Regions from separate parts of the Sus scrofa genome. Here all the other regions are linked to region 2. A link is a contact called in public HiChIP or PLAC-seq data. All regions are on one chromosome and are shown on one strand. The core of a region is the stretch at or near the end of the contact, and the rest is flanking DNA. Distances in the headings are between cores, read along the strand shown. Region 1 holds the start of P2RX5 (P2X purinoceptor 5). Region 2 holds the start of CAMKK1 (calcium/calmodulin-dependent protein kinase kinase 1). Region 3 holds the start of GSG2 (serine/threonine-protein kinase haspin).

Region 1 (4,393 bases), core at 1,862-4,361, 150 kb after region 2:
CGTTTCATCAAGTGTGAAGTAGGCTTGGGAGTTAGCTCTCCGGCCTGCTCGCGGACTGAATTGAGTGGGTTGCTGTGGCAGCTGTAGACGGTCATTGTCACAGTGACAGTGCAGGTGACGTCTTGGGCTGGGGAGCCAGATTGCCTGGGTTCAAATTCTGGCCCCCATGCTTACTAGTGGTATTACCTTGGACACGTCCAAACTCGTAGGGAAACATGAGGATAAGCAGTCAGTCCGTCATAGTGTGGCCGTGTCCATACAGAGAAGGGCTGAGAACAGCGCTTAGCAGGTCGTAAGTGCTGAGAAGCAGTCATTCTGCAGTGATGGCCAAGATCATTTGAACAGGGGGCCTGTCGAGATGGGGTTACGGAGAGACTGGAGAAACCAGCCCTCGCAGACGGGAGGCAAAATTTTCATTCAAGTGGAGACTTCGTCTTGGTTTTGGAAACATCCCTGGTGTGGACTTCTAATGATAACAGGTGCTAAAAGCAAAGACCCCTGTTGTTGCTTTGGGTATAAAGGGAGTTAGACCTGAACTTGTGGGGGCGGTGGGCTGACCCCAGCCACGCGGGGGTAGATGGCAAATACTTGGGTTTGAAGCGCATGAGAAGTATTTTTCATGTTTTGACCACAGGAAGAAATATTTTACACCTCATGATGTCATATGCAAACACCCATGCTTCACAGTTTCACAGACCGTCTCCCCTTACTTCCCTAAACACGCTGCTGTTTTCTTTTCTTTTCGTGGATGTGCTCGTTGGAACTTAGTAAAGCGATGTCAGGACCTATTAATGGGTCTGGATCTAGCCCAAGAAGCTATGCGGGAGGGAGCCGCAAGGAGGGGTCTGGCCCAGCCCCGAGCGCAGCCCTGTCCCCTCTCATGTCCCTCATGTGGTCTCTAAAGCATCCGTATAGTTCTGTCAGAAACTGCAACCAGGAGTTCCCGCTGTGGCTCAGGGAGTTGAGAACCAGAACAGTCCATGAGGATGCGGGTTGGATCCCTGCCCTTGCTCAGTGGGCCAAGGATCCGGTGTTGCTGTGGGCTGTGCTGTAGGTCGCAGTCGCAGCTTGGCCCTGGTGTGGCTGTGGCCTAGGCCAGCAGCTGCAGCTTCCATTCAACCCCTAGCCTGGGAACTTTCATGTGCAGCAGGTGCCGCCCTAAAAAAAAAAAAAAAAAAAAAGAAAGAAAGAAACGAAACTGCACCAGGTCTTGGCTGGGCCCTGAGGGGTTGAGGAGGGGCTGCCCACACGGGAGGCAAATAAGAGAAGAGCCTCTTCCCCGAAGCCAGAGGGCGCTTATGACAAGTTATGACAGGCATTTCAGCCTCTCCAGCAGCGCAGAGCAGGGGCTCAGTAGAGGTGTGAGGAAGCAGGAACAGGGCAGTGCCCTCGTCTGGAGCTAATGGTAGGCTCTGCCTTGTGACCCGGGGCCTCAGTTATCCCACTGCAAAAGGAAAGCCCTGGTCTCTGGGGGATCCCTCAGCAGCACACCCTAGCCTGGCCGCAAAGCCTGCAGCTTTCTTTGGGGGGGGTGTCCCAACATAACACCATCACGTGTGCAGCTTGTGCAGGGGTGGGGGCCCTGTGAGGACGATGCGTTCCAGCCTTGAGCTCGTCTCCAGGCTGGATTGTGAGACCCTGGCATTCTCTCACGGGCTTGGACAGGCCTTTTCATGGGTGGAATGTCACTGCGCTCTGGCTGCGTCGCCTCTGAGTGTTGGAGAGCTGTGCGAGGGCCTGGCTGAGTAGGAGGCTGGCAGGAGAGTGAGGAAGGGAGCTCTGGTGACAACTGCTACGCCTTTCCTCCAGGATGATGTCAGCTTCCAAAATCCCCCGTCATGACTGGAACAGGGCGGAAGCTGAAATCCCATCCCTGTTTAAAAAAATCAGGCCTGGTCTCACTCACTCAAATTATGTACTGAAATATGGCAGGTGTAGCCCTGACAATGGGGTGCAGAGATGGCCGAAGGCAAGGTGCCTGCCCTCCTGGAGCTTATGGTTTTTTTTTTTTTTTTTGTCTTTTGTCTTTTTAGCGCCGCACCTGCGGCATATGGAGGTTCCCAGGCTAGGGGTCTAATTGGAGCTGTTGCTGCCGGCCTACGCCACAGCCACACCAGATCCTCAACCCACTGAGCGAGGCCAGGGATCGAACCTGCAACCTCTTGGTTCCTAATCAGATTTGTTTCCGCTGCGCCAAGACGGGAACTCCTGGAGCTTAGCGTCCTAATGGGGGACATAGGCAATAAGTAAGTGAGATCCTATCCACGAGGGACAGGTGCTCGAGGGGAATAATACGGGGTAATGGGATAGTGGTTGGGGTGGAGGCTGCTCTCTTCCTTTCAAGAGGAAGTGGCATTTGTGTTGAAACTGATGAAAAGATGCTTTTCATCTGTGCTTCCGTAATGACAGGAGCATAGATTCTCAAGCCACACCCTAGTCTTAAGGGAAGGAAAATATGGGGCAGGGCCCAGATATTTGCATTTTTCTTCCAAATGATAACCCTTATCAATAAAACTGGAGACCCTAACCCGCCCCGGGGCTTTTACTTTGAGAGAAGATTGTACCTGGTGAACTTTAGGGTCCCTTCCAACTCTCCCCGCCTCCCTCTCCGGCGAGCCTCAGGGAGGGAATTTCTCAGCTGCGCCTGAGGGCCAGGCTAGGGAGGAGTGGGCCTGCTTCTGGTCATGTTGCAGGTTGGCAAGGGGTGAAATTCAGAAAACGAGCGTGCACAGCACCCCCTCGTCCCCATGCACACGCATGGACACAGCACAGGGAGCGCACCCAGGACCCTGCTTCTCTATGGCTGTCCCACGTTCCAAACCTGCTCACCCTCATCTCCGCTCCCACCGCCTCTAATTCCACTTGTAAAGGCTGCAGATGGCTTCGTTTAGATAGGTCCATCCCTTGCTTTGGGAACATTTCACCAGTTGGCACCCGCCCTCTCTCCAGACATATTTTAAGATCCCAGGCCTCACCGCCTGTCTCCCCACCCCCACATCATGCGCCCTGGCCGTGTGCACAGTTCTCCGTGTTCTGGTCCTGAGCTGAGCTCTGCTTGGCAACTGACTCCCAGGAGTGTGGGTTTTAAACTCGCTGCAGCTGCAGCTGCCGCAGTAAAAGCACACAGCGGAAGGGGATGGACGCCCCAATCTGTGAGGGGAGGGCCAGGTTTCCCCCAGCGAGCAAGAAAACGCAAGAAACCTGTGCTTGCTCACATGCTCTTTACCCCCACTTCCTGTGCGTGGGCCGCGTGCTATAAACGCTCCTCCCCTGGCCTCAGTTTCTCCGTCGATTCAATAGGAGGAAGCTCGGGATTTCATTGCTTCCAAAGAAATCCCTCCTCTCCCCTCACCCCTCCCGCGCAGCGATCTCCGCAGGGCCCTCGCCGGCCAGTGGCCGGGAGGCGGTCCGGCGGTGTCATTGCCGCTGTCAGGGGAGGAGGTGGCAAGGTCGCGGCCCGAGGCGCCCGGCGGCGCTGCCGCAGCCTCGCCAACCGCCGGCCCCTGCCGGTTGCGCCGCGCCGCCGGGCGCTGCGGTGCCCACGGCGGGGCCGGGGCGGCTCCCATGCGGCACACGTGCGGCGGCGGCGCGGTCGGCGAGCCAGGTGAGCGGGTGCCATGGGGCAGGCGGGCTGCAAGGGGCTCTACCAGTCGCTCTTGGACTACAAGACCGAGAAGTACGTCATCGCCAAGAACAAGAAGGTGGGCCTGCTCTACCGGCTGCTGCAGGTCTCCATCCTGACCTACCTGGTGGTGTGAGTTCTCCGGGCTCTCGGGGAGGCGGGAGCGCCCGCGGGGCGGGGGCAGCCGCTGTGGCCTCCGGGGGACTGGGGGGTGGGCATTGGCTCGTGTGCGCCTGGGGCGCCCTGTGGCTGGGGGCTGGGACCCTGCTGCGGGCGGGGGGCCTTCCTGTTCCCTTAGGTGTAAGGGTTGGGGGCAAGGAGGGAGCCCTTTACTCCCCCACTGGCTCTGGAGGTGGTGAGATGCGGCACGGGTTCCTGGGTCCTCCAGTTATGAGGCTTTCCCCAAGCAGCTCCTTCCTCCAGGGCTGGGCCCCAGACGGTTAGGGCTTCAGGAAGGGGGCAAGGATGCAGGGGGTTGGGCTGCAGCTGTTGCCCGAGCCTCCCTGGGCCCTGGCGGCCCTGACTCAGGCACGGGGGGCGGGGTGGGTGGTAGTTTATTTATAATCACGGAGCTCAGTGCCAAGGTCCGGGCTGGGGCAACTCCTGAACCTGGTGTGTCCCTGAAGTTCCTTCTCCTCGGCAGGCCTCACCAGCCCTGGCCTCTGTCCAGTTGAGGGTCCCTTCTAGAAACCCTGTACCCACCCTGGCTCCCAGGTCTCCTGTCTGACCCCCCTCTGGCCCACAGGAGCTGGCACCATCAGCTGAGGGGCC
Region 2 (4,556 bases), core at 1,995-4,494:
AATCAGAGCTGCAGCTGCCAACCTACACCACAGCTCATGGCAACGTCAGATCCTTAACCCACTGAGCAAGGCCAGGGATCAAATCCTCATCCTCAAGGCTACTAGTTGGGTTCGTTACCGCTGAGCCACATGGGACTCCTGCCCTCTTCTTCTTCATCCTTGTCTCCATTCCCACTGCTTGGGATGCACATGTGATGGCTGGAGCTCTAGCCACTATCCTGAATCATGAAGACAAGAGTCAAATCCAGAGGTTGCTAGAGCAGTGAGTGGAAAAAGCCACATCAGGAAGGACTTTTTGGAGCTGAGCTGACATTCTGTTACCCAAAAACTGGATTTGCCTCTTGGTGGATGTTAGGTCAGGTGAAGGAAGGATTTGTTACTTGCAGTAAGTAAGGAGAACACCAGGGACCTTTCCCAGAGCAGTGTCTCCCCAACAGCAAAATTGGGGAAGTTTTTTTTTGGTCTTTTTGTCTTTTTAGGGCCATACCCGTGGCATACGGAGGTTCCCAGGCTAGGGGGCATAGCTGCTGGCCTATGCCACAGCCACAGCAACACCATATCCTTAATCCACTCGGCAAGGGCAGGGATCAAACCCGTATCCTCATGGAAATTAGTTGGGTTCGTTAATCACTGAGCCATGATGGGAACTCCATAAATTGGCAAAGTTTTAAGCTAACCATATACGTATATTCATATAGGGCCTTGGCCAGTGTACACATCAGAGAACTGGGGCAAATGCTAACAGATCCAAACTTTGGTTGTTTGAAATCACGAGGGTCAGAAAATGTCAACCTCAGCATCCTTTAGGTTCCAGTTGGTCTGGTGGTTGAGAAAGTTTAAATTTTGCAAAACTAGGAGTTCCCACCATGGCTCAGTGGAAACGCATCTGACTAGTATTCATGAGGACGCAGGTTCGATCCCTGGCCTCACTCAGTGGGTTAAGGATCTGGTCTTGCCGTGAGCTGTGGTGTAGGTCACAGACTTGGCTTGGATCCTGCGTTGCTGTGGCTGTGTCTGTGGCCGGCAGGCAGCAGTAGCTCCAATTCCACCCGTAGCCTGGGAACTTCCATATGCCGCAGGTACAGCCCTCAAAGGACAAAAAAAGAAAAAAGAAAAAAAATTCGGCAAAACTGCTCAAGAAAACGCTTCAAGCTATCTTTACCATTGAATCAGCACCGCGAGTCTTTAAAGTGATCTATTATCTTCACTATCTTTACCTCTCTTGCCTGATAGCCGTTTGTTTCTGCGTTTGTTTCTGCGTTCTTTTGTTCCCTCAAGGTCATCCGTGACTGAGGTCTATTCGAGGACAAGCAGAGCAGCCAGGCTTAGATCACAAAATGGCTCCTGCCAAAAATGGCTTTTCTTATGTCAAAAAGCTATGCCACGTCTGACTCTTTCTCTCTGGGAATCCCCTACCCTATCTGCTTATCATACCAGGCCAACCTTGTCTTCCCTAAGGCTCTTATGTGGGATTTCCGAGACCAAGGTCAAAACCGATCCTACCTGGTACAGAAGATTTTCCCACTGAAAGTGTGTGTTCTGTCCTCAGCCCTTATTTACTTGCTCTGAGTTATCTCAGCCTTTCTCATGGCTCTGCTTACTGACGACTTCCAAAACTGTCTTGCCGGCCCAGCCCTCTTTCCTGAACTTCAGCTCCACACATCCTGTCTCCTAATTGCCATGTGCAATTAATTATTCATTCGACAAGCATCTTTTTTTTTCCGGCCGCACCGGGGCCTGTGGAAGTTCTCAAGCCAGGGATTGAACGCTCACCACAGCCGCAACCTGAGCTGCTACAGTGACACCGCCAGATCCTTAACGTGCTGTGCCACAAGGGAACTCTTGGACCAACATCTTTTAAGCACCTACATGGTGTGTCAGGCTCTGTGCTAGATGAATCAGGCACAGTCCTTGCTCTCAAGGAGCTCCCAGCCCAGAGGCAGAACAGGCAGGTAGGTGAGCAGATTCTCATCTCTAGGAAGTCCCTCAGAGGGACTACTCACCTATGCTGGGCTGCAAGACAGTTATAGGGAAGGGTTTCTGGCAGAAGGGGCATTTAACCAACCCTGAAAGGAGTTAGACGGGCAGGCAGTTAGGACTGAGGTGATGGAGGCCTCGTTAGCCTTATTTTCTGGGTACTGATGAGCCATGCAAAATTCCTAATCAGGAGGAGACTAGTTGGACTTGTGTTTCTGAAACACTGTTCTTCTTGCTGTCAGATGGAGAAAAGCAAGTGGGTGGGGGTGGGTGGGGCAGGGTGATGAGGCTGGTTGGGGATGGGAGGCCAATGAGGAGGTTGCTGTGGCAATTCAGGTACAAGAAGATAGGGAAGGGCAGAGAAGCAGAGAGAAGTGGATGGATTCCAGAGATATTTCAGAAGTAGCTTGGGCAGGGCTTGGTGACCTACTGGTTGGAACAGGAAAGGAACAGGCTGATGACTCCCAGGTTTCTGGCCCCAGATTGAGATAGGGACTTGAGAGGAGTGATATGGGGCTCTATCCTGGACAGGTGGTGGGCTGAGGTGCCAGAGGATACACAAGTGTGACAGAATTGAACCTTGTTGATTGAGCTCTTCAGGGGGAGAGGTGAGGGGCAGAGTCCCCAGGAACAGCCCCCATGAAGGTCAAGACATCCTACTGTCCCCTCCACGCCTCCTGCCCTAGCTAGGACTTTCCTGTCGCCTGCTCACAGAGCCCTTCCCCAAACACGATTCAGACTAAGACCCCAGCATTCTGTTAAAACTGCTTCCAGTCTCCCCTCCTCGCCACCCCCCCACGGAAACCTAAACTCCTGACTCTACCGTTCAAGGCCTTTCGACCTGGCCCTTGGCCTGGGCCTCATCCTGATACTGATCTTGCTTTGTCCCTCCCCTAATACTCTATGCGCGTCATCCGCGCCCCCCACCCCGGGGTGGAGGCGGGGGTTGGTGCGCTCTTGCCCCTGCCAGGTCGAGACGGTTGGGGGACAAAGGATTTGGGGGCGAGGTAAGCACCTGTACCCTCCAGGCCCCGCCGAAGGACCGAGGCTTGGCCCTGCTGGGATTTCGGGGACCCCAGGCAGCCGGCGGCCGGGCGACGGGGGCGTGACTAGGCCGGTCCCGCCGCAGGGGGAGGTACTCCTCCCGAGCCACCGCCCGCCGCGGCCCCTCCCCTCCTGGAGCCCGAGGGTAGTTCTGGGCTCTGATTGGGCGGCGCCGGAGAGGGGCCGCGCGGCCCGGCCAATGAGCGCGCGCCGGACGCGGCAGCTGGCTGGGGAGCGAGCGGTGCCTGGAGCCGCGGCGCCGGCGGTCTGAGCTCGGAGATCTCGGCCCTGGCTGAGCGGGCGGGGCGCGCGCCGCGGGAGCGAGCCTGGCCGCCCGCAGGGCCGCGGAGACTGTCGCAGGGCGCTGAGGTAGGGGTCGGCTGGGAGCGGGTCTGGGGTGGGGAGCGGGAGGGGACGAACGCCTGAACGTCGGCTCGGAGCATGCAGGGGAGAGGGCTGGTCTGCGAGGCTGCGTCTGTGAGGACAGCCGAGACCCAGTCCATGCGGAGATCCTCCCCCTTGGGTCAGCCGGGCCCAGTTTATGGGGTGCCTCCGGGAGCCTGCTTCTGTCTGCGCTTGTACCCGGGACCGTATCGGTGAGGGTGCCCCGCGGTCTGCGTCCCTTCCCCAGCTCTTGCCTGCGGGACCGCGTCCATACCAAGCGCACTGCCCCCGCCCCAGCTCTCGGTGGGAGGCCTTGTGTATGAGGAGTGGGCCAGACCTGTGCACCCACGTGCAGAACTGCGCGGAGCGCTCCTCCCACACGTCCCTCCCCTGAGTCTCCCTGCAGGAGCTGGGGCGGGGGTGATGAATGGGACAGATGCGGCGCGCGGCGCTTTAGCTGCGCAGTCCTCGCTGCCTCCGGCGGGGGTGGAGGGGGGGCGGCGGAGGTGGCCGCTGCGACTTCTCGGGCCTGACAGGCACAGAACTGGTGGCTCCGAGGGTGCACACGTGCGCAGGGACCTATGTGTGGTGTTTGGAGGCGGGTGTGCATCTGTCACGTGGACACAGGAGTGTGCCTGTGTGTGTGTGAGGAGGGTGCATTACAGGATGGAGTGGTGTGTGAGGGCGGGTCACGCGGACCTTGGCGTGCGCCTCTTCCGGGAGTGGTGTGTGTGTGTGTGTTGAGGGTAGAGGGGTGCATAGGGAAGGCTCTGTCCCAAGTCACAGGACCGTGCCGCGGTGGGCACATATGGAGCTCTATATCTGCCAGGGAGTCGGGAGGCGCGCACAGCTTGTGTCCTGGTGGCCGCACTGGCCGCCCCCACAGCCCTCACGCCTTCCTTCAGCGATAGGGACCGAGCACCCACTGTGTGTCAGCCCGTGTCCTAGGCCCATGGACCCCTGCCCTTTCCTTGACCCCCTACCCTCAGTCCTCACAGAAGGCACAAGGATGGTTTTTTAAAAACTCATCCAGTTGAGTCCCTCCCCTGCTCAAAACCCTCTGGCTTTTGAAGCCTCCTGGTCTCTGTCCTAAAGAGCACCCCCCCCCCCCCCGCCCCGGCCCCGGGAAAAAGCCAAGCCCTGAGTCCCAG
Region 3 (4,894 bases), core at 903-3,402, 130 kb after region 2:
TGTCACAGAAAACCACGATCCCGTCCCGCTCCAGGCGAGACAGGGTGTAGTCGATGATGTTGACCTGCAGCCCGCGGGAGGCGATGGGGTACGTCTTCCCGTGGAGGGTGTAGTGGAGCTCTTTGAGGCTGGTTTTCTTCAAGAGCACATTTCCCCAGTGCAAGTCGCGGTGCTCGAAGTGCAGCGAGGCCTCTGCCACGGCGAGGGAGGCGGTGATCTGGTGCAGGATGCTCTTGGCGGTGGCAATGGAGTTCAGCTTCGAACTCATTTGCTCGAGATCGATCCCGCCAAACTCAAATTCCAGCACGATGAAGAGCTGGTCTTCCTCAAAAAAGTCAGGCCGGTCGTTTGCAGACCCTTTCGTTGAGTTGTAGCGATCCCAGGCTTGGAGGAGCAAGGGAGGGTAAGATCCTTGAACGCAGCGCACCGAGTTCAGCCCGATAAAGCCGTTGGTGCGATGACATCCCTCAGCAGACAAGAGGCTTAGCTCTTTGGAGATGATGATCTCCGGCAGGATTTCCTCGAAAGTTTTCTGATGAACTCCATTGACTAAGTCGGGTCCCTCAATAGCAATGATTTTCAGGGCCACTGGTGTGTGGTCAGCAATTGTTTGAAACACTTCGCCGAACACCCCTTCCCCAATCTTCTCACAGCATTCCAGTTTTTCTTCGGAAAGGCAGTAGCTGAAGGGGACAGGGCCCTCCTGACTGCATTCCCCATAAACCTTTTCTGCATCAGAGGCCTTTTTGTCTGTGACATGTAGTGACTTTAAGGGGGTGAGCAAATACATGGAGGAGGAGTGCCAAGGGGACAGAGCACTGTTTGTTCTGTTCGTGACAGGAGGGTTTGAATGTTCTGACATGAGGGACTGAGAGAGGGAACTGGCAACGGTGTAGCTGCTACACACGTTCGACACAGCAGTCACAACAATCTTCTTCTTGTGGAAACTGAAGGAAGCCCTGGATTTGGTCCAAGAGCAGGTGTTCTGTGAATGAGTCAGCTCCTGGGTGACAAATGAATCTTCTTCCATCTTTTGGCCTTTTTTAAACTGGTGGTGATGAAGGAGGGAGGTTTCTGCTGTCTCCTGATGCTTCCTTTTCCGGCTTGGTCCACTTCTTTCAGGCCGGTTGATTTTCGCAGGTATAATACCGCCCTTGCACCTGCGGGCCCCCTGGTATTCTACCTGGATAGTTCCTTGAGACCCGAGCTCTTGACAAGAGTCCTGGCCTGTGGCCCTCTTCTTACCCATGCTTGATAAACCTGGACTGTCCAGCCTATTCCCCACCAGTTCCCTTTCACAGCAGGATTCCCTCATACTCTTCCCATCTGCCCCAAGCTCAGAATGCTCAAGATCTCCTGGGTCCAAAAGGCTAAAGAGAGCTGACCTGAGGCTGGCATGGGCTTGGTGGGCCAACCTGGTGAGCCTGCTTCCTGCTGTCGCCGCCTCCTGGGAGCAGGGGAGAGGTGGCCGGTCCAGGGAGGTTCCTGGGAGGTGGAAGCCGCTCGGAGCTTCAGAGGCTGCATGGAGAGAGGCAGGAGGGTCGGTACCGATGCTGTCTCCTGGCGCAGGGAACCCGGGGCCGGGAGAGGCCGGAGAGCTAAACAGGGACGCACTGGTGCCCAGCTCGCCGCCGTCCCTGGGCTGCCTGCACACGCTGAGGTCCGGGCTCAGGCGGCCCGGGTTGCGGTTGGGGAAGGGCGGCGGTCCGAGCGGGTCGCAGGGGGTGCTGCACTTCTGAGGGTACCGCGCTCGCAGCCTCAGGCGTCTCGGGGTCGCGTTCAGACTCGGGCGGTTCCTGGACAGTCGGCCGCCAGCGCGCTTCCGCCGCTGACCCACCGGGCTGCTGGGGAAGTCGGGGTCGTCAGGATCGTCGGAGGAGACGGACTGCGAGGGGCCGCCGCCGCTGGCGTCGCTGCTGCTGCTGCTGAAGAAACGCTTCCGGTCTTGCGGCGGGAACCACTGCACGGCTGCCTGGCCCGGCCGCCGCCGCGGCCCCCGCCGCGGGCAGCCCCATACGTTCGGAAGAGCTGACTCCCGGGTCGCGGGAGTGACGCCGCCATGGCCGGCACCCGCCAGGCAGTTCAAATGCAAACACCGCGAGACTTCCTCGAGACGCAGACGCGCCCGCGGGCCGGCCGGCCCGCCGGGTCCTAGCGCCCGACCGTGCGCCTGCGCAACACGACGGTCTCGCCGGAAGTGGGATAGGGCGGCCAACTATGGCGATTTGTCTTTTTCATTGGGCTGCGGGCACTGCTCTCGTTTCAGGCCGACACTGTGTGCACGCAGAAACAGGAACCCGCTTGTGGCAGCAATCCGGTTGAGGTGAGTGCAGCCGTCCCCAGGGGCCCAGAGAGGGAGGAGGGTCTGAAGCCGGTGACGTGAGACGCCCTGATAGTACTTTTCCGAGGTTTCCCCTGAAAGCACAGGCGGGGGGCGCTCCTTAGCCTCTTCACCGGGTCACGTTCGCCAGGGTTGCGGCTTTGCTAGAGGCAAGTGAGCGCAGAAACTGCTCACGTTCTCTATTCTGGGCCCTTGAGGTGTTGTGTGTGCCGAGTGCTAAAATTCCTGGCTTTTTCAGCCGTGGAGGGGTTGTGCTAACATCCATCTTCTTCCAGCGTGTGGAAGAATGGCATTCAGTGAGCTGTGACATCACTTCGGATAAAGAAAATGTAACCGTGTCCGCAGAGCTCTCCTTAAGTCAATCAGAGCAGGTACTTCAGATTTGACTGTCCTGCTGTTTCATGGGATTCTTCCTTAGGAAGGATAGCCTTTCCAAATATAACATGTCCCAAACAGGTCTCTTGAACCACCTGCTGCTGTCCTAACCTGTTCCTTACCCACTTACTCGGTGTAACTTACAGGGTAACTTACCCAGGTTACTTACTAGGTTTTCTAGGAATTACATGCAACTCTTCCCTTTCTTCATCCCCAAATCTGTTCCAGCAGCAAACTCTGTCTTTCTATCCCCTCCACTTCTCCCAAATATATTCTACATCCCTTCCTTCTCCCCATCTCCACTGCTGCTGTTGTAGCTCAGGCCACTGCCTCTTGCTTGGGTTTATTGGCGTAACCTTCTCTCTGCACTTCTTGCCTCTGCTTTTGCGACGCCCTCTACATACGGTCTTCACATAACAGCTATCTCTTAAAAGGAAATGTTGTTCCAGTCATTTCTGGTGTTTTGTTTTTTGGGTTTTGTGTTTTGGGATTTTTTGCTTTTTTAGGGCTGCACCCAGGGCATATGGAAGTTCCCAGGCTAGGGGTCAAATCAGAGCTATAGCTGCAGGCCTACGCCACAGCCACAGCAATGCAGGATCCGAGCTGTGTCTTCATCCTACACCACAGCTCATGGCAAAGCCAGATCCTTAACACTGAGCAAGGCCAGGGATTGAACCCTCGTCCTCATGGATACTAGTCGGGTTCATTACCACTGAGCCAAAATGGAACTCCGTGTCATCTGCTTTAAAAAAATAAATAAATAAAAAAAATTTGAATACACTGAAACTAAAATTTGTGCTTTTTCAGTGGCCTGCAAGGCATCCTATGATCTGGTCTCTGCTTGCTTCTTCAACTTCACCTTCTAGTACTCACCTCTTCCCTGCTGTTTCTACTCCAGCTTGCCAGTATTGTTCTGACCACAGGACCTTTTTACTTGCTGTTCCTATTGCACAGCACTGCTCTTCTCCCAGATCTTAATGTGTGTGGTTTCTTCTTATATTTATCTCAGGTTATTTTTTTAGAGAGGCCTTCTCAGATCACTCATTCAAAAGTAGGAATTAGGAGGAGTTCCCTTTGTGGGTCAGTAGTAATGAACCTGACTAGTATCCATGAGAACACAGTTTCGATCCCTGGCCTTGCTCCATGGGTTATGGCTCCGGAGTTGCAGTGAGCTGTGGTGTAGGTCGCAGACACAGCTCTGATCTGGCATTGTGGCTGTGATGTAGCCTGGGAACTTCCTAGCCTAGCCCAGACCCCTAGCTCAGACCCCTGGCCTGGGAACTTCCATATGCCACAGGTGCAGCCCTTACAAAACAAAAAAGAAAATGAAACAAAACAAAGTAGGAACTAGGAGTTCCCACTTTGGCACAATGGGATTGGTGGCGTCTCTGCAGCACCAGGACATGGGTTTGATCCCTGGCCTCACTCAGTGGGTTAAAGGATCTGGACCTGCCTCAGCTGTGGTATAGGTCACAGCTGTGGGTTGGATCTGATCCCTGGCCTTGGAACTCCATTTGCCATGGGGTGGCCAAAAAGAAAGACAAAAAAAAAAAAAGTGGGGACTGGAGTTCCCGTTGTGGCACAGTGTTTAACGAATCTGACTAGGAACCATGAGGTTGTGGGTTCGATTCCTGGCCTTGCTCAGTGGGTTAAGGATCTGGCATTACCGTGAGCTGTGGTGTGGGTCGCAGACGCGGCTCGGATCCCGAGTTGCTGTGGCTCTGGCGTAGGCCGGTGGCTACAGCTCCGATTCGACCCCTAGCCTGGGAACCTCCATATGCTGCGGGAGCAGCCCAAGGAACGGCAAAAAAAAAAAAAAAAAAAAAGTGGGGACTAAAGTCTAGTTTAACATCATGCAGTGATCCAGGTGAGAATGATGAGATCTGAACCAAAAAAGTAGCAATGAGGATGGAGAAAAAGGAACAGGTGCAAGAAAGCCTGAAAAAAGAGAATCGTCAGGAACTGACTTGGGGCACATGGTGGAGTACGCAGTAAAGGGTAAGGGAGAAGACGCTGAGGTGTAACCGTAGGTTTCTTGCTTGGGTAGCTTTGTGGTTCCTGAGGCAGTTAATCAGCTGAAGGAATACTGGAGAAGGAACACGTTGAAAAGAAGGATGGTGAGTGCCATCCAAAAATAGTTTTCCTGTGTCTAAAATATGTTTCGTTTTCTTTCTAAAC

What was found. HiChIP or PLAC-seq counts read pairs in DNA pulled down with a chosen protein or histone mark.
Region 1: an H3K27ac HiChIP or PLAC-seq map of alveolar macrophages shows a contact between it and region 2. The contact joins the promoter of P2RX5 here to the promoter of CAMKK1 in region 2. A contact is called at or near these places in 1 of 47 Hi-C or Micro-C datasets (epiblast stem cells) and 1 of 2 datasets of contacts at active chromatin or transcription factors (alveolar macrophages).
Region 3: a contact with region 2 is called in an H3K27ac HiChIP or PLAC-seq map of alveolar macrophages. The contact joins the promoter of GSG2 here to the promoter of CAMKK1 in region 2. A contact is called at or near these places in 4 of 47 Hi-C or Micro-C datasets (embryonic fibroblasts, heart right ventricle, mesenteric adipose tissue and 1 more) and 1 of 2 datasets of contacts at active chromatin or transcription factors (alveolar macrophages).

The regions. Positions count from the first base shown.
Region 1 is chr12:49,795,005-49,799,397 of Sscrofa11.1, reverse strand. P2RX5 (P2X purinoceptor 5) reads left to right here and starts at 3,111. Exons shown (of 11, transcript XM_021067677.1): 1 at 3,111-3,754. The coding sequence starts at 3,618.
Region 2 is chr12:49,949,356-49,953,911 of Sscrofa11.1, reverse strand. It overlaps CAMKK1 (calcium/calmodulin-dependent protein kinase kinase 1), which reads left to right and starts at 3,244. Exons shown (of 16, transcript XM_021067689.1): 1 at 3,244-3,390.
Region 3 is chr12:49,817,693-49,822,586 of Sscrofa11.1, reverse strand. It overlaps GSG2 (serine/threonine-protein kinase haspin), which reads right to left and starts at 2,152. Exons shown (of 2, transcript XM_021067684.1): 1 at 1,999-2,152; 2 at 1-1,996. The coding sequence starts at 2,061. ITGAE (integrin alpha-E) reads left to right here. Exons shown (of 32, transcript XM_021067683.1): 28 at 2,267-2,323; 29 at 2,617-2,712.